Linked DNA regions of Zea mays: all the other regions are linked to region 3. The links are chromatin contacts, called in public Hi-C maps. All regions are on one chromosome and are shown on one strand. Each heading gives the region's core, a stretch centred on a gene start, on an enhancer-like site or on the middle of the called end of the contact. The rest is flanking DNA. Distances are from core to core; before and after follow the strand shown.

Region 1 (2,793 bases), core at 153-2,652, 560 kb after region 3:
TCTTCATTATTTCATAGCTATAGGGAATTAAAACCTGAACATGTTTAAGGAGATGAACATTCATGAAATGTATTGGTTGGAACCCAAAAAAAAAGCATGCAATTGAAAACTATCCAATCCTATGCAGAGAAAAGACGTACCCATTTCTTCATGATGACCCATAACATGGTGTGCTAATCTTTCTGCAATCTTGTCAAGCTGCTCTAATCTCAATGTAGACTGAAAAAAAGATTCACTTTAGAAAAATAGATGATGTTAATTTGGTTAAAAAGCACGTGTTCATGCAGGTGGAGCAGGACATTTGGTACCAATTACAGTTAATCGACCACTAGAATGATTCTAAACGACAAAACAGGAAGTGGTTTCTACTACTGAGGTCATACTTATTGTTGAAACCAACACCAAATCATTACAAATTTAGTTATGTGCACCTATGCATGCACACATTACTCAAAGTATGGTACATGCAAATTTTTCTTAGCATGTACTTCGTTCACAATGTCCTAGAAATGAAAAACATAAGCTGCCACCACTAACCTGCTTATCGAAATAGGTGGCATCGCCACCTCCTTCCTCCGGAATACTTTGCAGAATATACTTTATTGGATCAAACTCCTGTGAATAATTCAAAATTCAAACTCAAAACACATCAATCCTGAAAGAAGCAGACAGCCAAACCTATGTAAATGCAGCACCCACCTCCTCATAGAACACCTCCTCGAGCTCCTCCACCGGTTGGCCCTGGGGGTTGCTCCCATAGATGGAGACCAAGTCCTCCGAATTGGATGGCAGGTTGATCCTCTCGTGAGGTGGCAACCCGGCGATCGCACGTGCAGCAGCTGCTGCCGCCGCAGCTCGTTCTGGAACCTATAGAAGGTGCAAAAGAAATGTGAGCGACCTCTGCCTCATTGATCCGACAATGCACGAAAGCAAGCCGTGAAACGAGGGATAAAACATAAAGCACCTCAGGGCGGGGAGGGGGCGCCGTGGGGATCGGTGGGAGGCCGAGGGAGCGGGCCGAGCGAACAGAGCTGAGGAGTTTCTCGCCGACGCGAGAGAGGTCCATGCCACCGCCCTGGATCAGGAGCAGGGGAAGGAAGACGAGCGGGCTGGGCCCAGACTCGAACAGCCGCTCGCCGCCGCCGCCGCTGAAGAGGGATGACGAGGAGGAGGCTGAGGGGGCGGTGGGTGGCGGCACCGCGTCGCGTCGCATCTCAGCTGTTCTGCCTTCCGGGGGGCCCCTCGCCGCCGGGGACCATTTGAGGGAGCGCCGCCAGCTGCTCCCAGATCCGCACGGTGGTTAGGGTACACGCGCGCCGGCGGTGGATCGCGCGGGGGAGGGGGTCACTGAACAAGGTGGTTGGTCGCGTCGGGTCCGGGATTTCGCGGGGATGTGTAATGAAGTGGAGAGGAGACTAGAATGGGAGCACGGTGAGGTTGAGCCGTTGAGGTTACACGCGAAGAAGCGTATGATCAGTCTCACTCCAACTTGTAAGAGTGATAGCTGTTTTTTCACGATTTCCAAATCTATATTTTCTTTCAAACTATCTATATCTCTACTAATATAAATATAAAGTAGAAGTTTATCCCTACATCCATCCATTTCTCCCTTGGTTCATCCTCCCACCTCTATGTCATTACTCCCGATCTCTCGAGCCTTCCCTTCCGGTGCGTGTCGCGATATCTCTCCTCTTGTTTGGTCGCTAAAGATGATAACCTTTTAACAGCCCTAGCCATCATCATCGCACCTACGTCGTCGCCTCCGTTGGACGGACGACCCTCCACGATCTCAATGTGACGCCATCGGGAGAAGCCACGTATGAAGCGTGTTGTCGTTCTCCTCCCTCACCATCACACCCGCATTGTTACCCTCGCCATCGTGATTTGTTGTCGTTCTCCTCCCTCACCAGCACACTCGCCTTGTCGCCCCCATTGTCGTGATTCAAGTAAAAGCTCTTTTCTCATCATGATCCTTGATGCATTTCCCTGAGGTGTCGCCCCCCCCTCTCCCCGATCGTTAGTGGCTTTACGTGGCCCACTCCCCCGCTCAGCAACGATCAGGCCCTTTCATTCTGGTTGAACATCTCATCACTAATCTGCATCCCCTAGGTCTCATATATGGATTCTTGTCTAGTATTGAAGAATAAGGTCATGTCCTTCAAGCATACGCCACCTCTTAAAAAAACGAGAGGGCACGTTGAGGTCCGGGCATTGTTGCTGCGTACACAAGGGTATTTGTCTTAGACTTATTCTTTGTTGCATTTCTATAACCAATTTAGTAAGGTTGATGCTAACTACATGCCCTTTTTGCTTTATTTTATATCGCAGTTTTGTACAAGATCATGATTACTATGAAGAACTAGGGGATGGAGCTCAGAGGTAAAGAATGTAATTGTTTTGCATGCTTTTACATTATATATATAACTGGTGTCGTTCCTATTAATGATTGTGTCTCTTACCTATTCTATCGAAAAGTGCAATACCTAGCTCTGTAGTCTGCATTGCAACTTATTCCAACCTAAAAGTGAAAATATGTAAATATTATAATATTGAATAGACATGATACAAGGTGGGCTGCAGTTTTTTTATATATAAAATCACCCTTGTTACTTGTTTCCACATTAGCTATTTGCATTCTAATAAGTTCTCTTGCTTAGTACAAATGTATGATATATTAATGATTCTAACTAATAATATGAGACCAACAATGTGGGAATTTTTAACCCCATATCGAGGGGAGTCAAACTCAGGATTTGAAAAGTGCTACTCGCAGCGTCTAACCAACTCAGCTAG
Region 2 (2,873 bases), core at 138-2,637, 970 kb after region 3:
ATATAGTTATCATTGTTCAGAGTACTGTCATAGTGTCATTCTTTTGCTCCTTTATTTACTGATGTAACCACACCTCACTATACATGTCCCTTTTTAATTAAGTGAGGGTGCGAACATTAAGTGAGGCCTTGTATGTCACTTTTAATTAGAAATAAGTACTTATTGTTGTAGAACAATTATGGCACTAGTAATCAAGAGAAGTCTGCTTTGTGTATGATTAATTGTGCCACTATTAACATGATCATCCATGTGGTGAAATAATACTTGCTTGTGTTTTGAACCTTGAACGACTTGTGGTTGGTAAACTCACCACCACTGTACAATAGTAGACCACATTCTGTTATGCAGGGAACCAAACAAACAAGGCATCGTGCTATGTAGGAAATTTTACACATGAAACCAAACAAGCACTCCTAGCTAACTGGATGCAACCCCTGACAGCCTGCCTAATACAACCAGGCATCAACTGTAAAATGCACAATCTTCGGTGAAAAGACAAAATACAGATGTGGTTAGTATCAATTCGTACTTCGACAACAAGCAAGATTAGCTTCCTTTGCAGACTTCAAACCAAGAGACAAAAGATGGAAACATTCTATGACCATCCGAATGTGTGAAGAGTTGGTTTAAGTATTCAAAGATTTGGCTCACATATGAAGAATATAAGATAATGTCATGAAGCTAAGTGCGATGAATCAAGCTCGAGTTAAGTGGAGTCATAATCATTCATATTAATGTCATGAAGCTAAGTGCGATGAATCAAGCTCGAGTTAAGTGGAGTCATAATCATTCATATTCTAAAGTAACCACTCAAAAAAGTCTATATGTGGTAATTACCATAACTATATTCTTGTTTTACGGGAACCCGCCGTTCCATATTTAGTACCGAAGTACTCTCTCCGTTTTTTTATTTGTCGTCGTTTAGTTCAAAAATAAACTAGCGAGACAAATATTCGAAAACGAAGGTAATATTAGTCATTAACTTGTAAATTATCAAGCACAAAATACTATTTCTAGTTACGGATAAACCTTTTCTACATTCAATCGAAAATGTTTTCGAGATTTGATAAAAGGTTCAACCTTAATAAATATAAAATAAAAATGTTCCGTTTGCTTATTTATAATGCACTATTAAATATATTTTTTGTTTGTTTTATTTGAAACCAATGTATCACTAGACACTGGAACATTTTGAAATGTCATACTAAGATAATAAACACAGAATCAAGAAGAATAGAAATTAAAAAGAGATCAGAAAAAGAGAAATTGCTAAAAAAGAAAACGCGAAACGGCCCAGGACAAGGCCCGTGGGCCGTGGTGAGCTCTCCGTGTCCGTCGGCCGAGCCGAACCCTCGGACTGGGCTACCGCCGCATGCCCCGTCCCGAATCCATTCCGTTCACCCCGTCCCCCTCGTTCTCTCTCTCGTTGCGACGACTGTGTGGAGTACCGCCCCCGCCCCCTCACCCTCACCCCCCGACGCCGACGCCCTAGGCGGCTACGCCAGGTCCCGAGGGACGGGCCCTTCATCTTCGTCAGTCTATTCGCCGGGCGACGAGCACCCGCCAGGTATTCTTACCCTTCTCTTCCGTTCCCGCTGTGTGAAACGGAGCACCTAAACCCTAACTTAAATCTGAATGCATTTGTCTATTCGGTGCCTGAAAACTTCGAACTTTTTGCAAAAAATATCTTGTGTACCATGTCTCTCTAGGTTTTGTTAAACAAGTTAGGGGTACAAATACAATACATTCTACAGGAGAATCAATCCAGAGGGGGGTTGGGCGATCCCTCTCCCACCACCCAAACCCCTCCTGCCTGGAAGGACATAATCCATTTTGTTTGATTGCCAATTTGGGATAGGTTTCGATTGTTATGGATTTGCATGTATTTCAATATTTGGCTCATGGCTGAGGCAAGTTTTAGACCATTTGACTATGTACATGATAAAATCAGTGTAGTAAACAAGATATATTATTTCTCTTGCATAATAAGATACTGAGCGAGTATCACGTATACAGAGACAACTTTGACTCAGTAATACACTAGAAATTTGTGTCTAGTTAGGCCCAACACTCAGTAACTTGGTCAATATACCAAACTTGCTCTCCCGCTGAAGCTGAGAGGTGGGCTATGAAGCAGCATCTGCACTGTGAGAGACTGAGAGCACAAATGAATCCATCAAAAGTGGTCACTAAGGAACACTGAACTGCAAAAACGAAGATAAATAAAGCATTTGTTAGAGTAAAAATAATGATCACTGAAAACTTCACGAATTGCGTTTTGCAAAGAGCACACCACTATTGAGATACTAACAATAAAGGATTTCAAGACGATTTCGTTTTGGGGCCTAAGCAATATTAAATCAGTCCTCCTCAAATAGAAAATTTAATCGGTGCTATATCAGTACATAAAAAAAGAATGCTGGATGAAAACATGTTTTTTTCCTTGTACTCGGAAAAGTGAAAAACAAAGTTTTGCTTGACCGCTGAACATATATGGATAAATAGCTCTGTGTTAAGTTCTTCCAGAATACTGTCCACGGAAAATTTCTGCTAAAATTGAGAATTACTAAATTACAAAAACTCTGAAAGTATCAATTTAGCAGTAGCACTAGACACTAGGATATTTATCCAAATAAAATGGACTTAATATCACAGGGAAAAACCTCAAATTAATCTGATCACCATACATTTTAAAAATAATATACTAGTACAGCATGAAAATAACTAGTACTCGGAAAAATGTAGAATAGACATAGAGTAACGATTTTCTGAACAATTTAGCAGAGCAAGAACTCAGTCAGATAGGTTAACCAAGAACAAATGAGAGTAGCACTGTAGCAGTAAGCTAGTAACGACCAGATAAAATTATATAA
Region 3 (2,878 bases), core at 361-2,860:
TATATTTTGTGTGTAGTTTATTACAGCATCACAGGTCATGCAGGATAGGGCTACCATACTTTCTACTCACTGTTTTAAGTAATAACGTATGCATGTATAGGGCTTAACTAACTGCATATAATTGGCTAGTTTCAGAACCACAGTTTTTTTCACCAGGGCCTGCTTTCTGCCACCATTATCAGTTGTGCACATTATGAATTGATCACCATAAATCTGCATTTATATTATGTGATCAAAATACTTATATAGTCAATTTTTATGATACATGTTTTTTATGATGGTGCCAACTCTGCAAGTCATAGACAAGTCTGTATGCTTCATTATAATCCTTTAACCATGCGTCGAAGATAAGACACTGCTGGTTAATTCAAAAATATGGCACGCATATTAAGTGAGCGGAACTTTGATAAACATGAACCACAGATATGTTGCTTATTATCACAGTTTCATAGTAATAAACTATTATCGCATAGAGCCCTTTAATATCCATGTAAGCACAACAAGAACTATGGCTGATAAGGCAGGGGCCTCTTACGGGGATGTTTTCAACACAGTTTTTTTGACACTGTACAATAAGTTTAATACAAAAGAATTTGTGTATGTAGAAGATTTTGTTTTCCTAGGAAAAATAATACACCACGAACCTATGATGGCAATTTTAGTAGGACAGGATCAGAAATGGGCTAAAGTACAGCAAGGCATCACTTGGGAGAAAAAAAGACTACTCATGTTAAGCATGGTCACTATCAAAGTTTTTTCTTGACTCTGCTGCTACTACTAACACCAATTTGAGGACTTTAGCAACTGTCCCTTGCTTCCCAGCTCGATGTTCATCGGTTAGTATCTAATCACGATGGTTCTCAGATAAGCTGCAGCATGCCAACATCCTATGCCCTCTTTCCTACTTCTATGTGCAGAAATGGGCCAGAGATCAAGGCTTGTTGCAGGAAGCCTGGAACATAACTGCAACAAGGTGACGAACCCAGTGAAAGACGTGTATACACATGTACACCAAATAATATTTTATACAATATGAAAAAAATGAAGTTTGTAGGCACAAAACATGTATACTACACAGGGCCTATTTGGGTCCGTTTTCACTCTTCACTAAAAATTAGCAGCTAAAACTAGTACTAGCTAGTGGATCCAAATATAACTGCTAATTATTAGATGGTGCTGGTACCTATTAGTTCCACTAGCAGGTTTGAAGTTGCTAATAGGTGCTAATAGCAATTAACTGTCGAACCACCTTATTAGCTAGTGAATCCAAACACCCACTACTAAAATTAGCTAGCTAAAAAATAGCAGTTATTAGCTAGCTAATGTTTAATACTAATGGATCGAAACATACACTAAGTAATTGTATCAGATCAGATACGAATGCAAATAGCTTAAGCTAGTGTTTGGGCGCTCGGTTCCGCACAGCAGGAACGGAAGAGAAGGGGTGGGGTACCTGTTGGGTGCTGGTCGCCGGTGAAGGGCCCGAAGATGAAAACCTGAGCGCCTGGCGACTGGCGTAAGGCGGTGGCGGCGTTCGCCCACTCGTCGACACTAGAGAGAGAGGACACGGGAGAACCACGCGGGTCCGACCAATGCCTCTTCCTGGTCTCACTCACAAATGCAGTTTTCGGCCCATGTAAGCTAGAGTTCGGTCCAATCAACCGGTTTCGGCCTAGCCGGAGTTAAGCCCACAAAAGTGATATTTCTCTCTGTTTTACCGAAAAGTTATTAATATTGTCTTTTTATTGCTAGAACATCTGTTGATATAATTCCCGAACATTTTTTTTTGTGCGCACATTCCAACCGCCGTAAAACTTGTACTCTTATTTTTATTTATCGCATTTTAAGTTAAAAATAAATTAGCCGACGATAAATATTGAAGAACAAAGGTATTATTAGCAGCTAAAAAAAGCGACCCTTTTCACGTCTTCGTCGAGCCTCAGCCTGGTTCCTCAATCCTTTACCTCTGCTTGCATGTCGCAATGATCCATGCAGGTATTACCCCTGCATGTATATCGCAATGATCCATACAGGTATAGCGCTACGGCGCAGAGGAGGCCAGAAGCCAGATTGATTGCGCACGCACGTCCAAACCGGCGACGGGGGTGAGGGCTGGATGTCGAGGCTAAACCGCGGCGCAGGCGTTCCTTGAACCGACTTGGGGAGCGAGTGGAGTTCAGGTTCTCCAACCTTCGTGCCGGCCAGGTGACACTGAAGACTTTTGTTTGTTTGTTTCTCTCATTATTATACGTTGCGACTTGCGAGCTCGGTGATTTGTGCGAGGTCGAGCGGTCATTGGTTCCATCGTTAGGGTATGCATTAGGAATTTTAGGTAGGGGCAAGAATTGCAACTCAAGATTGAGCCGTTTGAATTCTGGGTTTGGAAAAAAATTGCCGTTGATGATTCAGTACTGCCATGTGATACGGCGATTTGTCCTCGTGTGATGGACCAGACAATCGATTCATAATCCATAGAATGATAGAATTGGATACATACATTGTTTGGCAGGTTGAAGTGTACATATGCACTCTTTGTAGTAGAAAAAGAGTTTCCTCCTTGGTGTTTAATGATAATTTTTTGCTACCTGGAGATAATTGTGCTTGTAGATGGCTCCACCTCTTCATGGTTTGTTGAGGAGTGTGCTTACATGTTATTCCTGATTATAATGAGCATGCAGCTTTAAGTAGTAACTGTGGCCCAGATTGATTGCAACTATATATGATTGTATAAGGGTCTGGCATTTATTGTTCGGCACTTGTACTCATTTTGCTCATAATAGGCATGGTGACATGCATCATAAAACATATTGAGGAAACAATACATGTGCTATTTCATTTGTTCCATGATGGTGAAATATAAACACCAATTATGCTTGTG
Region 4 (2,977 bases), core at 402-2,901, 540 kb after region 3:
GTCTTTTCCTCATGATGAAGGCATACGAGATGAATATATGATTTTAGGATGATAAGAATAAACGTCGAAGCTTTGCTAGATTAACAGCTTCGGCTTGTAATGGTGATGAAGCATGATGATGATGTTGACCGAAGGGGAAAAGGACTACTTAATCCTCAATGACTTATATTACGATCATAAGTAAATGTCAGGGACATAAATGTACTTTTACCCGGGCTACGTCCCGTGCCTGTAAATAGATGAACAGTAATACCGTACTGTTCACGCTGATTTGTAATCTCTCTCGCATTAACGCCTTCGAGCAAGCCGAATGTATCACTGTAATGTAAATCTTCTCAATACTCATACATGTTTTGTGGAATGGAAATATGAATGAGTCAATGAGATACACTTGTTGTTTTCGTCTCTTTGCATTCTTGTTCATCTATTAAACAATGAAGGTATGTCTTTCATGACCTTCGTCTGATGATCATTATATCCATGAGGAGATAATGCTTTGAAAGACGAAGGTCCCTAATATTTAACAATTGTGTTTTCTTATTCTTAATTCACAATATTTGAGAACAAATGACCAACACCCTCCATCTCCTACATGGCATGGCACAGTCAGACGTATGTGGTCGAGCCTAGGCTTTAGGCTGGTAGGTGGCGGTGGCTAATCGATCAGGTTGACTACTACAAAGTACCAGTTGTATACTGTCAGATCACTAGAAGTCACTAGAAGTGTCACACGGTTGATCGACTTATGCCATGTTTGTTTCGGATTATAATCTCTTTAGATTATATAATCCAGCGCAAAAAATCCAGTAGGTAAATAAACACCTAGATTATAGGTTCAGATTATATAATCTAAAACCCAGATTATGGTAATCTCACAATCTCCTCAAGCGTAGCTTATTTGAGATTATTTTTTGGTAAAAGACCCACTACCTATGGTTATGTAAATAGAAATTACAATATATGACATCCTTCTTTACTCACCTCAAATAAACAGACAAGAGTACTGTTCTCTTTGTGAATAATCTACATTTATATAATCTAGACTACCAAACAGCTTCATACAGATTATAATCTATTTATATTTTAATCTGGATTATATAATTTAGATTATAATCCAGATTATATAATCTATAAGCTGAAGCAAAGAGGACCTTAAGTAGCCCTTTCCTTTGATCTTTTTAATCCGTCACGGATGAGTATGACGACCGATGATCGAGATTACGTTTTTTTAAGGAGATCTGGAGTGAAAGGCTACCTTTCCAAGGTGCCCAAGGAAGAAGAAGGGGATGCTGTGATGATGACTTTGGGCAGGTGCGGTCGTGCAAACACGATGCTATAGGAATGTAAGCGTTTTTAGTACAATACTTTAGTACCGTGAGATTCGGGCTAGAGATTTTCGCTGAGCCCTGCATTGTATTGTATTGAGCCTAATAATTGAAGCGAGCGAGTGGTGGCCCAGTGGGGAGGAGTATCCGTAGCATGATGCCATCATGTGTGCTGCGTGCACTGTGCACGATTTTGGGGTGGGGGCCTATCGCTCGCCAAGGACCTAAACGCAATAACGGGATCATTCCAACGTGCTGGGTACAAAACGACACCCGCCCGATACAAAAGGGCCGAAACAAAGGGTCCTTCCTCCCAAAAGCAGACCATATCCCCAGGCAAAGGCCAAGGCCAAGCGAGACAGGGAGGGAGGAGAAGTAACCAAGTGTCTCAAGCAACCTACCGCCCGCCCGCCCGCCGGCCGCTTCATTTCCTCCACTCCACACTCACCACGACACACCGCCCTCTTCCCTTCTCTTCTCTCAAGAAAGAACCAGCTAGCGCGCGCGCGCACACACAAGCCTGAAGCCTCCCCATACCCGCCATGTCTGCGTCGCCGGAGTTCTACAAGCCAGCGCCGCCGGCGTTCTCGCCGTGCAGCTCGCCGCTCCTGCTGCCCGGGGCAGGGGCGGCGGTGGGAGCAGTGGCCGAGGAGAGCGCCGCCGCAACCGTGTCGCAGCAGGAGGAGGAGGACTACCGCTGCCGGACGCCGACGGGCGGGGAGAGCCAGGTGAGGCCGCCGGGGACCTGCCCGCCGGCGCCGCGGAAGCCGCGGGCGCCCGCGGCCCCCGCGCCGTGCCGGAAGCGCCTGTTCGAGGTGGAGGTGTTCAGTCTGCGGCTGGAGGAGCTGGAGCGCCTCTTCTGGCGCCCGCGCCCCGCGGCGCCGCCACCGCCGCCGCCGTCCGCCCAGAAGAAGCGCCGGAGGGTGGCCTGCCCGGAGCCCAAGAAGAGATAGTAGCTACCTTCGTCTGGCAGGTGCTAGTCGTAGTAGTAGTACAGGTCGTGTAGCAGCGGTAGCTAGCTAGGTGCAGAGCCAAGTGGTTTTGGCTTGGATCGATCACATACAGCAGCTTATTATTAGGATCGGAGGTCCATGGTAGGGGGGGTGCTTAGGAGAGGACTGCTGTACTTGTACTGCTACAGCTCGTCGGCACATCTCTCTAGCTAGTTTCCTCTATCTATAGCTCACAATCAGTTCCTGTAGTTGCTAGATGCTGTTCAGTGTGTGTATGTGGTGATGATAGTGTCATGGTGTCAAAAGGTGTAGCGCAATACTAGCTAGCTAGCTAGCTGTAGGCACTAGGCAGGAGCTGCATGCCCTGAATCTCCATTCTTCCATGTAGCCCCTGTGTGTAACGAAGAAGCTAAGCTCACTTGTACCACTAGCGTCATATATATATACTCTCATTCACTTGTTACGCGATCAGCTCCATCTTCTTCCGTGTGCAGTGGGTCCAGCGCAGGGCAGTGTCCGATTTAGACCGCCGGCAGCGGCGGCGCGCTTACCCTGGCTGCAAGTTGCGGCGGTGATATTGAAGTTATCATCTAACTGGTGATATTGAAGTTATCATCTAACTGGTGATTATGTCAAGTTGGCTGCAAGTTCAGAACCACCATTAGAGGCAGAAGCAGGACTTATTGCCTATAGTCCTAG

What was found. A called contact is a pair of places that touch in the nucleus more often than the background predicts.
Region 1: a contact with region 3 is called in a Hi-C map of leaf, with 2.4 times the contacts expected there. The contact joins the promoter of LOC100384314 here to the promoter of LOC100280884 in region 3. A contact is called at or near these places in 8 of 25 Hi-C or Micro-C datasets (bundle sheath, ear, leaf and 2 more).
Region 2: a contact with region 3 is called in a Hi-C map of tassel, with 2.7 times the contacts expected there. The contact joins the promoter of LOC100282947 here to the promoter of LOC100280884 in region 3. A contact is called at or near these places in 2 of 25 Hi-C or Micro-C datasets (ear and tassel).
Region 4: a Hi-C map of ear shows a contact between it and region 3, with 2.7 times the contacts expected there. The contact joins the promoter of LOC100216839 here to the promoter of LOC100280884 in region 3. A contact is called at or near these places in 7 of 25 Hi-C or Micro-C datasets (bundle sheath, ear, leaf and 2 more).

The regions. Positions count from the first base shown.
Region 1 is chr1:87,626,984-87,629,776 of Zm-B73-REFERENCE-NAM-5.0, reverse strand. It overlaps LOC100384314, which reads right to left and starts at 1,402. Exons shown (of 25, transcript NM_001348678.1): 1 at 965-1,402; 2 at 700-867; 3 at 538-615; 4 at 141-219. The coding sequence starts at 1,213.
Region 2 is chr1:87,219,107-87,221,979 of Zm-B73-REFERENCE-NAM-5.0, reverse strand. LOC100282947 (DNA-binding protein HEXBP) reads left to right here and starts at 1,387. Exons shown (of 4, transcript NM_001155852.1): 1 at 1,387-1,567.
Region 3 is chr1:88,191,162-88,194,039 of Zm-B73-REFERENCE-NAM-5.0, reverse strand. It overlaps LOC100280884 (complex 1 protein containing protein), which reads right to left and starts at 1,610. Exons shown (of 3, transcript NM_001153804.1): 1 at 1,454-1,610.
Region 4 is chr1:87,655,229-87,658,205 of Zm-B73-REFERENCE-NAM-5.0, reverse strand. LOC100216839 (Cyclin-dependent protein kinase inhibitor SMR1) reads left to right here and starts at 1,651. Exons shown (of 1, transcript NM_001143232.1): 1 at 1,651-2,748. The coding sequence starts at 1,868. The coding sequence ends at 2,278.